Linked DNA regions of Danio rerio: region 1 is linked to region 2. Evidence: chromatin contacts called from public HiCAR-type data. All regions are on one chromosome and are shown on one strand. Each heading gives the region's core, a stretch centred on a gene start, on an enhancer-like site or on the middle of the called end of the contact. The rest is flanking DNA. Distances are from core to core; before and after follow the strand shown.

What was found. HiCAR-type assays count read pairs that join an accessible place to other places.
Region 1: a HiCAR-type map of caudal fin shows a contact between it and region 2, with 4 times the contacts expected there. The contact joins two enhancer-like sites. A contact is called at or near these places in 6 of 18 Hi-C or Micro-C datasets (caudal fin, embryo, hematopoietic stem cells and 2 more) and 1 of 4 datasets of contacts at active chromatin or transcription factors (caudal fin).

What each region holds. Positions count from the first base shown.
Region 1 is chr15:16,039,316-16,042,015 of GRCz12tu, forward strand. No RefSeq gene overlaps it. Among named protein-coding and RNA genes, the nearest start is that of zgc:162730, 26 kb to the left of the region's middle. Within about 2 kb of position 1,261, at least 24 of the 62 cell types and tissues checked have an H3K27ac peak or open chromatin away from gene starts, as enhancers often do. A contact at or near this core is called in caudal fin and skeletal muscle, where this site is marked.
Region 2 is chr15:15,909,030-15,911,932 of GRCz12tu, forward strand. No RefSeq gene overlaps it. Among named protein-coding and RNA genes, the nearest start is that of zgc:162730, 100 kb to the right of the region's middle. Within about 2 kb of position 1,277, at least 25 of the 62 cell types and tissues checked have an H3K27ac peak or open chromatin away from gene starts, as enhancers often do. A contact at or near this core is called in caudal fin and skeletal muscle, where this site is marked.

The DNA.
Region 1 (2,700 bases), core at 11-2,510, 130 kb after region 2:
ATAATATGTTGTTGTTCTATTGAAATTTTCATTCCAAAATGGCCACTGCGGCATCTAGTGGCTGTTTACCAAATCGCACTGGAGTATCGCTTCTTGGTGATTCGATGTTCTTTGCCGAAACCCAACCAATAGTGTTTTCAAAAGAACCGATTGACCAGTGCCCACCATCTTCCCAAAACCCAACCAACAGTCCCATCAGCTGTTTGGAACAATTCTTCGTCGAACTCGAACCCTGCAATCATTGTTAACTCTGTTCTGCATCTCAAGTCCACCGGTGGGAAAAAGTGGGAAAAGGTTGTCCATGTGGTAGCAAGCGGTCAGCTGGCAAGTACAAAAAGGAATGACGTCACACGCCGTTATGTATGTCTGGATACATAATTCACGATCTCTAGGAATGTATATAGGGCTACATTTTCAGAATGAGCATTGCTGGTTTATCTAATAGAATTTTTTTCTTGCCATATGATTTACTGTAATTTTTACACATTACCCAATCCTTCCATAAAAAAGTAAATAAAATTCAATAATAATAGTAATAATAATAATAATAAATTGTTTTCGTAATGCACTTTTCTTAGAGTCAAACAATAGCAGAAACATAAACAATAAAAATATAAACCATAACAATAATAAATTAACAAAAATAATCATCTTAAGTTAAAAACAATGCTAAAAAGGTGAGTTTCTTAAAATAGCCCAGAGAAGTGACATTCCTAACGCTGATAGTCTTGTGTTTACAACGTGACTGATACAGGGTCCCGATGCCGAATAAATCTGTGAAAATCAATCTGTGACAATAGAAAGCCAGTGTAGTTGCTGAAGTACAGGAGTAATATGGTGGCATGATGATGTGTTTGTCAAAATAACCTATGTTTGGCAAGCACTGGATTATTAAAAGTGAACATGCTTTCAATAAAATACTGGAAATAGCTGCTCATGAAGAAATTATATGTTTTCCTTAGGTGTCGAAATGCCAAATATGCCTGCAATTATAATCACCCACATATCTAGGGAATTTCAGATCACTTGCTTAATCAGCACATGTTACTGGCAAACCCATATCATACAAACCTGCCCAGACAAAACTGGCATTTTCTGTTAAACTAGGTTTCACCTTTATATAGAGTACAAAGTCATAGTAAGATTAGCATTGCCCCAAATTGGTGTCCAGAAGTGGGTTTTCCTCCACCACAGTGTCTTTTGTTGATGTCAGAAGTGCGTCTGTGTTCTCATCAGGTGTGAGGTCACACTGCACTTCCTCCACTCTGTTTACTCCAGCTCTGTTTACGCAGACAGACCGCTAGTCAAAACACGGAGCTCATTATTGCTAGGCAGCATGCTAGCGCTTGCACCATTTGCTTGCACAATTTCTCAGAAGCCGGTCAATTCTTTCTGGGATCGGTTTTTGACTTCTCAGCGAACTTTTGGTCACTTTGATTGTGTGTGGTGCCTGAGGAAGGGTTACGCAAATGCAAAATGGTGTTTACTTTAAAAAATCTATACTTACGATTGTGTTGCTATGGTAAAAGCTGAATAGGCACGCAGCCGTACAAAGAAATATGTGGGTTAAAGATGAGGCTTCCTGTTTTGGTGACATTAACTGTACAGAAGTGGTTTTAAATAGATAGAATGAGCATTAAGTGCTTACAAGTTAAGTAAATAATCCAGTCGATGCTTTGAATTGGGTAGGCTATTTGTTACAATGTTCTAAACTATTTTAAAGCATGCTATTTAATGCAGTTTAATAGTTTGTTTGAAAAAGATATATATTTATTTAAATCCTAATGTTGCCTATTAAAATACACTGAACAAAAAAACTTAAATGTATTGGACTCAATGTGAAAAAAGAACTAAACAGATTTACCATGTATTTAAACTATATGTTAGGGGTGTGAACCTACACTGGTCTCACGCTACGGTTCGGCTCGGTTACTATTATCATGCTATCTATTTGGTTCACTTCAATATCTTGGTGCATCACAGTGCATTGACGATGCTTTCCATACATAAGTAGATTTTTTTATCACAACACAATAATTTTTTTATTAAAATCTATAAATATATTAAAATGGATATATTATTTGTAATACAACACTGTCTTTTAATACAAGCTGTCAGATATAGAACTGTATCTTTAATTTTACCAGCTCAAAGAAAACACATTTTTTTAAACAAAACTCCACTACATGCACAGAAGACAACAGGAGCATTTATAGAAAATAAACTAATGTAAATATTATCCCGCTTCCTTTTTGAACGCTATTTTACACCCCTATAATTCGTCATTGTCTTCACCCGCTCAACAAAAAGGGCTGCACTTGGCTTTAGAAATGAAAGCGCTGTTCACCGATGAGTCACACAAGAAGAACAGTCATGATTACAGTCTATATGTGCATAATATGCAGTTATTACAGGTATCACATAATAGACACAGTGAAGAAAACTCGCACCTCAGACACGCTTGTGTCTGGATCCACAAGTATCTCTTTAACGGCCAAGAGGAGAGGTTAAAATTACCTCACAAACAGGCCAGCGCAGCGGGTCAAATGTCTAATGTGTGAGAGAGAGAGAGGCAGAGATGGAGTTTTACAGCATCTCTCCCTAGTAGTAAAATAGCGGCTTGTGTGCTGTGCTTTCTTCAGTGTCAACGAAAGACTTTCCTTCAAACTCACATGCAGTTGAATTGTTCATAATTATCCA
Region 2 (2,903 bases), core at 27-2,526:
GTCTTGTTGATAGTATTATACACGTTACTGCAGAGACATGTTAATATGCAGCTGTCAATCAAATTGGTGGGCGGGGAAACCACACTTCTAAGTCACGTTGCGGTGCCTGAAAACGGGATGAATTTGGATAATAAAAAATAATACTAAATGAATTCATTAAATGAATTTATCTCCTAAATATCATTTAAAAATAATAATTATTTACAATATACTTACAACAAATGGTATAATAGTGATAATACTACTATACTATAACATTATTACTCATTCATTCATTTTCTTTTCGGCTTAGTCACTTTATTAATCTGGGGTCGCCACAGCGGAATGAACCACCAACTTATCCAGCACATGTTTTACTCAGCGGATACCCTTCCAGCTGCAACCCATCTCTGGGAAACATCTACACACACTCATACACAAGGGACAATTTAGCTTACAAAATTCACCTTTACCGCATGTCTTTGGACTGTGGGGGAAACCTGAGCACCCGGAGGAAACCTACGTGAGTGCAGGGAGAACACACAAACTCCACACAGAAATGCCAACTGACCCAGCCGAGGCTCGAACCAGCGACCTTCTTGCTGTGAGGGGACAGCACAACCTACTGCGCCACGGTGTAGCCACATTAATACTCTACTACAATAAATATAATGTTCTTAGTAATATTGTTAAACATATTTTAAACAATGTTACACTGTATAGAAAATTATGATAAATTTGAAACTAACAGGATATAATAACTCTTAAAGAATTCTTACTTCGTTGTCATGTGATCCTTCAGAAATGAAAATTCTCATTAAATAGCTAGTATTGTCAGTAATCTTTCTTTCTTTATTTATTTGTTTGTTTGTAGTTTTGTTTTGTTTTGTTTTGTTTTGTTTTGTTTTGTTTTTATTTATTTATTTATTTATTTATTTATTTATTTATTTATTTATTTATTTATTTATTTATTTATTTATTTATTTATTCATGTTGGTTGGTGCCTACAATTTTTTTCTTTGTATTTCTATGTATGAAAACGGTTGACTTTTGCTTATGGAGTCACAAGATGGCGCTATAGCTGCAGTTTCACCTCTAAGAGATCTAGAATGAAAGGTATAAATATAAATTCTGCTTTAATATGCACTTTCACACACACACACACACACACAAAAACACACATAAATCAGTCGTGACTGTAGTTCAAGTGGATATAGTGGAGTGGATTCCCATCTTACCGAAAAACGTGTTTCCTCATCAGTCCATGTCAAGCCCGTGAAGGAAATAGTAGCAGCTTTGTAGGGCTTTACCCTTGAACAGCTGCCAGGAAGAGCTCAAAGAGTTAAGTTTTGCGTGTGTGACTCACACCTCGCCTTTCTCTGTTTATTAATTATTCCCAGCGTGTGTGGTTGAAGAGTTTGAAGTGTGTCAGGATCTCAGAGGTCAGAGGTTTCACATGTGAATTCATCATCTTAGCTGCTGCTGCTGTTTTCCTCCTACTTTACGGTAATGTGGGCACACTCACTGGAAGCTACAGGTGTACTAGTAAACCACGTGGATATTCACTAAACAACCAACATGGCTCAAATGAAACATAACACTGCTAGTTTTGTTCCTTACTCGATGTTTATCTCCAAAGAAGAATCATTCAGTAGGAAAAAGTCATTCAGTGAAAAATAAAAAAAAACATAAAAAATATATTGTACAAAATGTATTGTTTATTTTTATTATTATTTTTATTTATTTATTTATTTATTTATTTATTTATTGTTTGTTTGTTTGTTTGTTTGTTTGTTTGAAACAAAGAGTTTAATAAATAACCATAGTCAGTGCTGGCATGTAGGGTTGAGGGGCCCTATGCTCGATAAAAAAATTGGGCCCATTGGTGTAAAAACAGTAAGAAAGCACACACAAAAAAAAAAAAAAAAAATTATAATATTTAGATGTATACATTTTAATAAACTGTAACATATTTAACCTATAATACATATGAAAAAATATTTACTCATATTTAAACAAATAAGTTTGTAAGTATTGCAAAGTACTACTAAATAATGTATTATGGATAGCAGAACATTACTTTGAGCTTACTTTTTTCTTCTGCTTTTCTTTTCTTCTTTTATTCAGAAATCTTCGGAAAGATGCAGTTTGGATGCCATTTCATTACAGATTAGATTGCAAATGGCAATGACACTTGTGATGTTATATTACTTAAGATTTTTCGGGTTTATATCGAACATGAGCAATTTGGAGAGATATGTGGAATCTATGTAGAATAAGTTACGTCATTCTAGTTCACCCAGTAGGTGATTGCGTGCGGTGTTATGTAAGATAGAATGTAGTGCTGCTGGGTATATTTCTAATATTTTCAGCTTTTATTAATACTTGTGTATTCATTATCATTCTCAGATTTGTCATGTATGAATATTAACAGAGCTAATATTTAAATGAAACTTTTTTTTTCCTCACCGTCGTTGTGAATTGTTTCATGTTTGATGGGGTTTTGTGCATTGCACAATGAGCATTGTTTATGATTTAAACGCACTTGTCCTTACGCTTATGTTTAAAATAAGCATTCAAGAGCAGCTTTCATGGGGCCCTCCAAGAAACGCAGGGCCCTATGCGACGCCTATATTTTTTGTAGGACAGGCCGGTGTTTTGACGATTTGTGCTACCTCATCAGAATGTGCTACCCGTAGCTAAATCTGTCATATTTCATAAAAAAATAAAATAAAATAAAAAAACAGGATAAGCTCAACTTGTCAGTTACAAATGTTTATCAGAACGAACTACCTACTTAAAGGAGGGTGTAAAAACAGGGGTAGCACAGTTTGTCAGCTTTAAGTGTCAATCGGAATAAACTACCAGTCAAATAAAAAAAGTATTGTAATAAAAAACTAAAAATTAAGGCAGTAGTTTACTCT